2 separate regions of the Rattus norvegicus genome follow, and region 2 is linked to region 1. The links are chromatin contacts, called in public Hi-C maps. All regions are on one chromosome and are shown on one strand. The core of a region is the stretch at or near the end of the contact, and the rest is flanking DNA. Distances in the headings are between cores, read along the strand shown. Region 1 has its middle 240 kb from the start of Stxbp6. Region 2 overlaps Stxbp6 (syntaxin binding protein 6).

Region 1 (6,484 bases), core at 2,415-4,914:
CATCATTGTTTCAGGCTCTTATATAATGGCCTTCTGTTCCTAGTACCTTAAACCCCTACACTCTTTAAGTGACAAATTAGAGATTTATGCTCCTAGGTTCCTGTAGTTTTTAAAGTCTTTCAGATTCATCCCCCTGGGAAAATGAAGATTTCAGCATTTTATAGCCAAAAAATGTAAGTGCCGCTGTGATTATAGTTAACATGCATTGAATGCCTACAGTATGCTGTCGCATTGTTAAATATTTAACATAAAGCATTTCATTTAATCTTCAGTACAATCTCTGAACTGAGTCACTTTGTAATAAGTACTACTCTGTACACTGAATGAAATAGCAATGCTTCCTCTGATACGTGTACATATATGGTGACATACATATGCAAAGCCATGTACATTCTACTCAGGAGAGATTAGTTCAAGGGAAAATATTTTTAAACATCAGTATTTATATAGAGGTACTAAAAGGAAGTTATGTATAAAAAGCCAGGAACTCAAAGTTCATTTTTACTTGAGAGAAAATTATAAAGTTATTAAAAATTATATATCCATTTAATCCATAAACACAAATTACTTTTAGATATGTGGATACCACTGAGATTAGGCAACTCTTATAAAAGAAAACACTTAATAGGGACTTGATACAGTTTCAAAGGTTTAATCCATTTTCGCCATGGCAAGGAGCATGGTTTTGGAACAATAGCTGAGAGCTATACAAATAAATGAACCACATGTACACAAACATGAAGAAAGAAAGAGATGCTGCAAGGAGCTGGTCAGGGAAGGTCTTTCTGAGAAGACAGTTCAGTGGAGACTTTGGAAATGGTCACGATGTGACATGACGGGGAAGAAGTATTCTTGGCAGCAGACACAGCATTTGTGAAGGTTTTCTCATGTAGAAAAGTTTGACCTGGTTGAAGAGACCAGGCAATTACATTCTGTAATGAGGTAGCAACTGCACACATTCTGGTTGACTTTAGGAGATACGGCTCTCCAGGTCCTAGCAGATCTGGGAACTGAGTTTGAGCCTCTTCCCCTCTCTTCCATTTCCTCCCCTCCCCTTTCTTTTCCTACCTCCTATTCCCTCTTCATCCTCTTTTCCTTTTCTTCCCCTCTTCTCTTTCATTTCTTCCCCTGCTTTACTCCACAGGAGTAGAGCAGACATGATGGAACCCAGTGGGTAGAATGTGAACCATGCTCCTTTCCAATGTCCTCAGATTCTCTCTTGAAAATCTGGGGGTGACAGGCATGTGATGGGTCCTGAATCGGGAGGGCGGCTCCCCATTTTCCTTTACAGAAACAGGAAGTGTCAGGACTTCCTCTAGCTCAGGAGTGAGCTTAAAGGGAGATACTTGTTTCACTTCCAATCCTTTCTTCTATTGCTTTCAAGGGGAAAGTGAGGCCATATTGGGGCCCTCAAGGAGAAACTGAGCTGGTTGTAGCCTTACCACTTTCCATGTGGATAACAGTGCTACACTTGTGGGTTCAGATGAAGGGAGATGAGTCTGCCATTGATAGGATGCCCTTGGGCATCTTCTGTCAGAACCTGACTCTCAGGTAACTTATTAACTACCTCAATATTTTTCTCAGTAATTTCCCAGATTTGGTTCTTTTCTGTAGCCTCTTCTGTTAACTAATGTTAGAACACTGTCAGGACACCAGACTTGCCCACTGAGGAAGCAAAGACATCTCAGTTCAGTTCTTTGAACATGAATGTCACTTCCCTGAAAGGTTTTAAAACTTTGTCATTTTTAATGTTTCTTGGTGGGTAGACTTCAGCTTCTCTGACAGGCTATGAGGACTCACCAGCTTTACTAGTAGTCTTAGGGTACAATGCTTTCAAGGTGGGCATTGTACAGTGCAGTACCTTGACCAGCAGCCTAAATCCTAATGCTGCCATGTAGGCTTCTAAGATTTGGCCTCAGTTTAACTGCCATTCAATAGTATTAGTCTTTTTTTAATGTAGTGGGGTTATCTATCTACCTATCTGTCTGTCTGTCCATCTGTCTATCTATCTAGGATTTTTGAAACAAGGTCTATATAGCTCTGGATAGCCTGGAAGTCACTGGTTTTATTTTTTCCCAGTAAGTTCCTATCCATATCCTCTATCTGGAGACTTTATTATACAATGCTTCCAAGGTGGGCAGTACAGTGCAGTACCTTGACCTTGGGACGCTCATAACATTTGCTTTAGGAATGGCTTGTAGCCCAGCTGTCTTCTTCTATGAGCAACTTGGCACTACGCCTTACTGCTGCCTGTTTCATGTTCCATAATGGCAAGACTTTCTTGGGGCTTCATTTTCCTTTTGATGAAGTAAAAAAAAGTTAGTACCACCCACTGCTACTAGGATGAGCCCACAGGGAGAGAGGCGATGATACATAGCGTGACCCTTTGGACACTGCATGGGGACAGTGAGGACTAGGGTTTAGAAAGTCCACACCTCCATACCCCAGTGCTCTCTCAGTTGCTCCACCACGTGCCACTTCATCAGGCTGAGGCTCTGACCTTGCTTGTCTGGACGGTGCTTTATGAATGGCCTAATATTGAAGATAGGATTCCATTTTATAAATAAAAAACTTTAATTGTGTAGAAATAGTATGCTGTCACCATAGTTTTTCTGAAACTGTTTTTCAGCTGAATACGTCAGGTGCTTCCAGAAAGATACATCACCAATGTACATGTTAGTGAGAACTCCTTGCCTCCTGTTCTCTTTCAGGGCCATTTTAACATTGCATCAGGTTTAACCTGTAGAGCTGACGGTTCTTTTAAATACCATCAGGGCAGTAGTCTAAGAAGGTTCTTGTCAGCCTCCTTGGAGTGGTGCAGATGACTTTGTTGAAAGATTCTGAACCTTACTCTTGAGAGAGTGGCATGAATTTCCTACTCAAAGGACACATCAGAACATCTCCCAAACTAACTGCTCATTTTCATCTCCATGGTTGGTGACCTAGATATAGAGTTGAATTTCCCTTATTAATTTCGGTTTCTTGGAACTTTTTTTTTTTTTTAAGAACGTAGCTCCTACTGGGCACTGAGGTCAGCTATCTCTCATTTGCTAGAGCTTCTGTCTATGTGATGTAGAAGGATTATAAAAAATGATCAGAGAAGTGTGGATAGCATTTGCTCCAAATGCCTTGTAGGGAGTGAAGGAGAGTGTGTCCATTCACCAGCCAACACCTTGTTCAGCAGCCAGCAATGTCCTCCAAAGTCACTGTGTTGGTCTCATTCACAGGACAGACTCCAAGCTGACATACAATGAGTCCAGATATGGCATGCATGGGGGTGTACATTCAGTATGTAATTCAGTTGCTACACTTATAGTCACCTCCAAAGTCAAGTCTAACAAAGCTGGTGCTGAATTTTAAAGAAGAAATACTTGGAACACAGATTTCTCTTTTATTATCCTGAAATCCACACTCCTGCGAGTAACCACAAGGGGGTGCCCTACCCTAACTCACCACACTTTAAAGGCAGTGATTTAATTTGTGTGTGTGTGCGCGTGTGCGTGTGTGTGCGCGTGTGCGTGTGCGTGTGCGTGTGCGTGTGTGTGTGTTACAATTTATATATCTTAGTTTCACCCGGACAGCTTTCTTCCTTTTATCATAGTAGTGGGGATGGAACTTAGGACCTCACTGTAGACAAGCCTTCTACTGCTGAGCTAGACTTCCCACTCCCTTAAACATTTTCTTCCTAAATGGCATGGCTCAGTTTACACTGAAACATTCCAGACTGATGTAAACATGTCTACAAATACTGGGTGTTAACTCCAGGCCTGAAACAAAATACCCAGAAGGGAACCTTTGTGCTGTGAATAAAAGGCATGCTTACTCTTCAATAAAAGTGTATTCTTTGTCATCCTGAAATCAGAAAAAGACAATTCTTAAGGAAAACTTTATGCTTAAAGAAGTTCTTAAGGAAACTTTATGCTTCAGCCAGGAATTATTAGTCGTAATTAAACAGATCATTGATGTACATGCTCAGTGCTTACACAGGAATGCTCTTTAAAATTTGTGATCTCCAGTCTTCCTCCCAGCAATGCTTGAGGAATTCATGGGCTTGGTTTTCTTGTTTCTGTGTCATCCAACAAATAATTGTCAGAGCAACTGTAATACAACTGGCATTGGACAAAAGCCTCATCTATATCTAATGTTGACAAGTGATACCTGGGACTCAAAGGACTGGAGCATAACTTTCATTTCCCCCCATATCTAACTCTAGATGTGTGATATTTAAACTTACCACCCAGGGCAGATTGAAAGGAAAATGTATGTGTGGTAAAATAAACCTTCCCTCCACTGGAAAGAACCAGTAGTATTTAGAAGGCCTTAATAGAGGAAGTCTGAGAATAATGCTGACACATATGGCCAGCTAAATCACAAACCAGTAGACCTGACATGCATGGATCTGGTTTCTATATCATATTCCATGACACTCAATGCGATGGGCCATGGGATGGGCCAGACCTTTCATGTAGTCACCCTGAAGACCTATGGAGCTTAGCAATGACTCAGCCAACAGATGAAATTGTGGCAGAAAACTTGAAGAAAAGGCTTGTTCTATAGCAACTTCCTCTGAGGTAAACTTCCAAACTTCCATCCTGAAGGAGGCAGTCACATGATGTTTTCAATGGGTGTGAAACATTACTCCTGCAGGGAATCTAACAGGAAGGAAGCAACTGAAAAGCTTCAAGAAGTCCCTGAAACTTATTAAAATTCTACATCTCTCCTTTCCCAATATAAGCAATAAGAACTGATGAGAAATACTCTCAGAAAATTAGACCTAGAAAAGAAAGACAATAGCTAAGCTTCCTGAAACAAGCTCACCTGGAAAAGATTCTTTCTAATTTGACCAGCTGCTTATGGGCTGTACAGTGTACTCCAGGCTCCCAGCTTTTGTGAGCTGTCGCCTATGCTGGAGTGGGCTTTGGGCTTCAGTGATGCAGCTGTCTCCAAGTCATTTCTGCTCCTGTAAGTAACCCCTCACCTATATGCCTATAAGCAAGAGCAATAAAACCAAACAACCAAACAAAAAAAAAATGTCATGGTTTACCAAGCTGGATTTTCAATAGTATCCTTATTTTGGTCTGGGCTTAGTTCCCAGTCTGGAGTATACAGACATTTGTTCATATCTCCCAAAGAATAAGGAGGAAGTGGGCAGTGAAAATAGGATTTGGGAAATACAGAGGCTCCAGATGAGGCTCAAATGTGAAAATATGAGAATCAATGTAAAAAAAAAAAACTACACCTACTGGTAATTCAGTATAAATACACTTTATACTGAACATTCTTGGCAGCTTTTATTTGCTAGTTTAAATCTAGTAAGCATCTGGGAAAACCAGCTGCCCCACCATCTGGGGCCTGTAGAACGAATCAATGAATTAATTAATTAACAAAAGCAAGATAACCAGGGATAGCAAAACAGCAAATCTAAAAGTAAAAGTAAACATTGGAATAACATTAGAACTGGCTATGACAGTCAGGGTAAAGGCTGGCTGTAACCCTGGGTAAATCCACACTTTTCTGACATGTGCCCCTTAGACAGGCTGAGCTGAAGAAGAGATAAAGAAGAAATAGTAAAAAGACTTTGGACAGATTAGACTTTGATGAAGGTTTGAAGATAACTTCTGCATCAGGAAGGTTTGACTTCATAAAACAATTACATGTTGCTATGGCTTGGATTTTTTTTTTAATGTTTTCAAAAGTTCAACCTGTAAAGAACTGGCCTGTCATTTGAAAGCTAAACCTTTAAGAGGTGGGCGTAGTAGGGGAGCTTCAGGTTACTAGGGGTACACTCTTAAGAGTACTTGTGGAACCCAAATATTTTACTGTAATTTTCACTTTTGGCCATAAAGTGGGCAGTTTTGTATCATGGGTGGTGTATTGTTACATAACTGGAACGCAAAGGCAATGTGTCTGCACGATCACCCAAGGGATCCCCCAGAATTATGAGCCAGAGACACAAAGATTGCACTGGCTATTTGTCAAGTCGTGGAACACAGATACGATTTCCGGATTTCTAATGAGAACCGAAGGACACCCTTCTTTTGGTGTCTTACCTGGCTGAGGATTTAGCAATCACATTCCGAGCAGTGAACTGAACCTTGCCTGTGGGTACAGGCAGGTTTTAAAGCTGAAGTTACATAAAATGAGGAGCTTCATGATGTTTTCGTGAATTTCATTACACTGTGCTCCTGTTCAGTCCATTGCCTTCTGGCCCCCTTGCTCTCTATATACACATGTGATGAATCCAGATTGCACGTGAAAGTATGCTGTATCTCTCTTTCTTCCTATTGCTTTCGCCTGCTCTCCTCCTGGTAACCTCTACCTTTCACACATAAGTTCCTGTTCTACATGTATAAGTCCAAATTCCACACGGGAGAGGAGTGCTGTCCAGTTAGGCATGAGTTTCTATCCATGCCATGTAAGTGTTTGTTTTTGTTTCTTGCTGGGAAGGGCCCATTGGAGGCATATTCAGTGTTACTGTTGTGGA
Region 2 (6,182 bases), core at 277-2,776, 170 kb after region 1:
AAGTGGTCATGAGGAAATCTAAAGACATTTCTCCCCCTGCTCGTGCCCTGCTATTTCCAGCAAAGACTCAAAGAACACGTTAACTATAAAAAAAGGTTCTTTTCTGCTGCTGACCTCTGTGTCCACTGAGCTATGAGACTTGGGAAGGAAGCAGGTTTGAAACATTATGTCTTGGCAATAAGATCCCAATCATCACAATGGTAAGCAAAGAATATTAATTTGTAAGTATGGCTATATAGAATATATATATATATATATATATGTATATATATATATATATATATATATATATATATATTTAAAAACCATACAAGCATTGCTTCTGAAACTAAAGGAGTCATTTACTGTGCTCCTGGTGCTAATGAGCCGGTCTATGAAAATGTATAATGCAAAACTCTTTGGCATTAAGTTTTGCTTTTCCAGTACTATTCTCTGTATACACACACACACACACACACACACACACACACACACACACACAGAGAGAGAGGGGGGGGGGGGAGAGAGGGAGGAAGGGAGAGAGAGAGAAAGAGAGAGAAATGCTAAAAGAAATATAAAGTTCATGCCATAGGAGAATCTCATACCAAATAAAAAGTTCTGAGCAAAAGCACAATGATCAAGATGTTAAGCCAGGTATTTTTCATGTTGCTTGTACCAAGCCCAAATGTTAGGAAAGCACAGCATGAATGATAATAATTGCTTGATAAATGCAAAAGGTTGGATCCCCTAGAACCACTGCTTTCCAAAGTCACCTTCTACAGGTACAAACTCACAGGGAAATGTGACCATTTGCAGTGACACAGCAGTTCGGAAAGGTGTTAAAAATTGTCATATTTTTTGACTAACATTTTAGATTAGGCCCTCTGAGTAGTTAGAGTGTTGAAAGTGTCAGTGAGGAGAGAGAGAGAGAGATTTCAGAATAAAAAGTAGCAGATGGCATGACAGGATGCAGAGGGCCAGCCAGGGGCATCTGAGTAGCAAGTGATAGCTGGGGAAACAGGCAGAGCAGGGTTGCCCCACCCTGAGTATCTAAAACTCAGAGAATTAAGTATAAGTCGAGGATACAGCTCAGTGGATAGGTGTCTGCCTAACAAACGCAAGGCTCTGATTTGATGCCCAATGCTTAAAAGAAAAGGAAATAAGAGTTTGACCTCAGGGCTACCTCTTATGTTGCTGGAGAAGAGAGAAAAAAAAATGGTATTTGTAGCAGTTCCAAACTCCAGTGAAAGAGAGGTTTGTGATTTCCTTTTCTCTTGGGAGAGGTGGCATGTTGGATCTCAGAACACAGCGGTCTCCCGTCATCTCGGTTTTATCTTTCCTTGGTCTCAGTTACCAGTGGTCAACAGCAGTTAAAAGTATTAAATAGAAAATTCCAGAAATAAACTCTGGTTTTCAGTACCTTCTGACAGTACACTGTTAATAATTGTCCATTATTATTCTGTCTATTTCTCTGTGTATTAGTTTCTTAGTTAACTTGTATCATAGGGATGCCAGACAGAGCAGCATACACACATAGGGTTTACACATAGTTTCAGGCATGAGCAAGATGCACTGGAATGTGGCCTGTGGGTGTGGGTGTGGGGGCCACTGTGTTGGAATTTTAGTTCATAAACGTCTAAAGAAAGTTTGCATAGCAACCCTAAAACAAACGATCTATACATGTGCAGTATAACAACCAACAGAAACATAGACTTCTGTACCAAAAAAAAATAAAAAAATAAAAAGGAAAGGCACTAGTCCCAAGAACTAACTGCCCATCCAGCAACCAAGGACACTGCTGAATCAGCAAAGGAGGAGGCTCCCTTGCATGAATCAATAAGAAGCAAATCCAGAAAGGAAATGCAGGCTTCCTTTTTTTAAGATCTGTACAAAAGGCCAAGACGCTTCAGAACTAAATAAATCTCAGCTCGACCTGATAATAACATACCAACAGCAAAGCTGTGGAGGGCTGCGTGTGGCAGCATTCAAAACAAACAGTAGAACGGAAACAAACCGTATCCGCCGGGCTTCAGGAGAGCAGACAACCTGAGGCGAGTTGGCATAGTTTGCCGTGCTTTTGGTGCCAGTGGTCTGCCACCAACTTTTGAAGACACAAGGTGCTAACCACTGTGACCGGCACCCCTTGTGTCTGGATGCTCATCACATCAAGCAGCCATTTCTTCAGTCAGAGACATTACAAATCGAGTCCACTGGCCAGGAATTCTTAGTAGAGTAAACGAGACTCCCAACTCTGAGAACGCTCATCAGGAGTCTGGAACTTTCACTTTATTGTCTTTCACCATAAGTCATTCAAAAACTTCAAACGTATTCATCAGTTAATGACTAGCTAGGCTGTCTCCAACTTCCGGCTATTACGAAGAGAGAAGAGAAGAGACTGGATGAGCAAGCCTCTGTGTAGGAGGATAGAGAACCTTTGAGTATCACTTGGGGTAGATCTACTCCCAGCCTCCCAAGGAACTGCCACACTGATTTCCATAGTAGTTGTACAAGTTTGCACTTCTACTAGCAATGGATGAGTTCCCCCCACCCCTTTCCCGGCATCCTCACTGCTATGAGCTGTCATTTATTTTATTAATCCTGGCCATTCTGACTTGGGTAAGAAGAAATTTCAAAATAGTTTTTATTCACATTTCCTTTATGGCTAAGGACACTGAACGTTTTATTAAGTGTTTCTTAGCCCGACCATTTTTGTTACATCCTTTGAGGACTCTCTGCTGATTCTGTAGTCAATTTTTAAATAGGGCAATTTGTTTCCTTGATGTTCAGTTTTTTTTTTTACTACATTTACACACTACAATATTAGCCGGCTGTTAAGAGGAATGAAACTAGAAAGTCTGAGGATTAATGGATGGAGCAGGAAATAATCATCCTGAGTGAGGTAACGCAGACCTAGGAAAGGCAAATGCCTATGTTCTCCTATTTATAGATGTTTTAGGGATGTATGCGCATATGTTCTAAGTTTTAGATATGTTTATATTGATAGAATAACCACAGAAGGTAATCTAGTACCAGGGTGGAATCAGGGGATCTACCAAGGAAATGGAGATATAATGTTATGAAGAGATGAAAGGCAAACTAGAATAAAATGATTAAATAGGGAGGATTGGAGTACAGTGAAAAGGAAGGCATATGGGGAGGGACAGCTAACACACTAGGCCTTTGAGAAGCCATATAGAATCCTACTATCAGAGAGGCTTCCTAATATGTTACATATATATGTAATATATCACACATATATCATATATTGCATACATATCATATATATTTTTGTATACATATATATATATATATATGAGTTATATGTTCCTAATCCATAAATAACACAGGCTATGGTGAAGGCTAGTAGTTAATCTCCACAACTTGACAGTATGGTCTTATTGCTGAAGACAACACTTACATAATTGAACATGGAGAAGTAGAGCTGGCTTCCACCCAGAAACTTCTTTGCTGTTGACTAGCATGCATGGTCCTGGAAGGTACACAGCAGCCGTGGTTATCTGCCCAAGATCAAACCAGGCAACATTCTAGCGTGAGGTGGGTGTTTCATGGCCTCCCACCATTAGCTAAGGAGCTACGGATCACTGATGGTTTCTAGGGGAGAGAGTCAGATTTATAGAATGTGACCCCATACTAGAAGTCATTCTAGTATACAACTAGAAGCATGTGTACAGCACACATTGGGAGTTGATGAGTTATTAAATTAAAAAGACAAAAATAAAATGACGCCAGGCTTTCAAAGTACTTTCCCTATGCACTTTCTGGGTCTCCGTGTCCAGAAGGAACTGGCAGAGAAGGACAGAACTGTGTGCTGCTTTTTACAGATGAACTCATATCCTTACAATCCTTAAACCTCACGAGACAGATGCCTCCCTGACCCACAGCTGACCGACGGTGTGTGATAACTATGGAGATCTATCCTGATGCTCACTTTAGCCACTCAAGTCAACCTCGCCTTAAATTCATCCCTTCCTCATCTAATCTGCTCTAGCCAGAGTAAAAAATCAGGTTGGCAAGAGATGAAATTTAAATTGTTGGGTTTTTTTTTTTTTCTTTTCTTTTGCTTAACTGCAGGAGTTCTGTGGTGCTAGGCCAGCTATGCAATCTCCGTGAACCTTGCTCTTGTTCTTAGAATTAACTTTGGGAATGGCTATGGGTTCTTTGTACACATAAAAATCTAGTATTCGGAGGTGGGGGTGGTAACCCTAAGAGGTTAATTACCTTTTACTTCAGTTGCTTTTTAGGTTCAGGTGCTGTTTCTGATAAAATGTCAAAGTAAATTATTGATCAAATGCACTGTCCTAAGGTGAAAATCATAAGCATTTTGGTGGGCATTTATTATTTCTCGAATACCTCATCTAACAAAGCCAATGAAAAATGACTAATGATTTCCCAATCAAGCTAGCCAGACATCAAAGCCCCTCTTTTGCAACGTGGTCAGGCTGCAGTCTAAGTATTTGATGCACCTTCTCTTTTTCTGCAAACACTCTCTCGATCACATGTGGCAATACACTTACGCATACCCTCACATGTGTGTTGAACTCAAACAGCAGCGTAATCCTTACAGATTGAAGCATCTTATGTATATCAAAGAGGACTTGAAGGGGGACAATATTAAATAGCATGAGTATTGTTCTCTGATTGTTAAATACACAAAAATGAACACAACGTATTACTTTAAAGGGATTTTGGATGACTTAATTTTAAAACAGTTGCATGTATGAGAGTTCTGTCTACCTATATATGTGTACTATGTGCAAACAATGCCTGTGGTTGTCAGAAGAGAGCATCAGATCACCCTAGAACTGGATCTGTGAGCCACCAAGTGGGTATTGGGAACCTCTGCAAGAGCAGCTAGTGCCCTGACTTCTGAGCACCCTTCAGACCTCAGAATTAGGTTTTGAAATCAATTAATTTTGGTCTAGGGCAAACATTACTAGGAGACAGAGGACTAAAGTTCCAGTCATAGTCTACTACCCTCTAGTACCGCAGGCATTTCCTGTTAGTCATCCATAGTTCCCAGTTTATTCACTTATAAACAATGCATGCAAACCAGGCCTGGTGGTTCATGATTGCACTTGGGGAATAAAACAAATGGATTTTAAGTTTGAGGTCAGCATGAGCTAAATAATGAGACTGAGAGACCAAAAATAAATAAATAAATAAATAAATAAATAAACAAACAAAAACAAAAAAAAATAATGTCATGATCATTATTTCTCATGATATTAATTGAAAAAAAAAATCCAGCCAAAAATAAATGGATCTATTTTAGACAAGAAACCATTAAAGTTATCTTCACAAAGAATATGCAAAACCTGGTAGCATTCCTGTTATCATGCTAAATAAGAGGAAAAATTACAGCTAGAATATCATAGTGAAGAAACATTAAAAGGGGTGAAAGTTAAAAAACATGTCAGAATTTGTACATATTTCACATTGGGATTTTTCCTATCCCCCTTTTTTGTCTAGTGGTATATTACTTGTTTTAAATACATTCATGTGCACATAGGTATATGTGTTTCATATATTACATGTACGTGAGTGTATGCATACAAAAGTGTGCAGAGAAATGCTCTGACCTTCATAAATCCATCAACTGTAGAAAGAATTCTGATCAGATGTCAGGACTGTGTGGATGATGCTCTGGAGGGCCGCTCTGAGCCTCCAACGTTTCCTTTATAAAAATAGAAACTTGGATCTTAAGGGAATGGACAGGTATAGACTTGGCATGGCAAATCCATTTCCAAGCTCCCACGGGCTTCACAGAGCAGTGTGGCTTGTTGAGCAGATATGATGAACACTGTATGCAGTCTAATGTGAGAAGTCCACAACCTCAACCACATGGGGTCCACATATGGTAGATAAAAAATAACTTGTGTTGCGAAGGTGGGTGGAAGTGACAGAAGTTACATCATCATAGAAGTTACAACTAAAACACAAAATGCATGCCCCAGTATGATTTCCATAGCCCTCCAGAAGGAAATGGAGACTAGAAACTATTCCCCATTTGGGAGAAGATTTGATATAGTAAGTGCCCACTAAATGAGCCTTTATTCTTGATAATACAAAGTCTGCAGGGAAAGCACTCAGGCACTTCAAAATTCTGACACCAGCTTCCCACTGTGGGTCACAATGGAAGCATTTATAAATTGCTCATCTCGGATGACTCTAAAAGTCTGAAG

What was found. Hi-C and Micro-C count contacts between places; a contact is called where the count stands out from the background.
Region 2: a Hi-C map of the A7r5 cell line shows a contact between it and region 1, with 4 times the contacts expected there. The contact joins two enhancer-like sites. A contact is called at or near these places in 6 of 12 Hi-C or Micro-C datasets (the A7r5 cell line, the Rat2 cell line, Schwann cells and 3 more).

The regions. Positions count from the first base shown.
Region 1 is chr6:67,640,452-67,646,935 of GRCr8, forward strand. No RefSeq gene overlaps it. Among named protein-coding and RNA genes, the nearest start is that of Stxbp6, 240 kb to the right of the region's middle. Within about 2 kb of position 3,665, at least 1 of the 93 cell types and tissues checked has an H3K27ac peak or open chromatin away from gene starts, as enhancers often do. A contact at or near this core is called in the A7r5 cell line, where this site is marked.
Region 2 is chr6:67,808,040-67,814,221 of GRCr8, forward strand. All of the region lies in intron 2 of Stxbp6 (syntaxin binding protein 6), which reads right to left. Among named protein-coding and RNA genes, the nearest start is that of Stxbp6, 73 kb to the right of the region's middle. Within about 2 kb of position 1,527, at least 12 of the 93 cell types and tissues checked have an H3K27ac peak or open chromatin away from gene starts, as enhancers often do. A contact at or near this core is called in the A7r5 cell line, where this site is marked.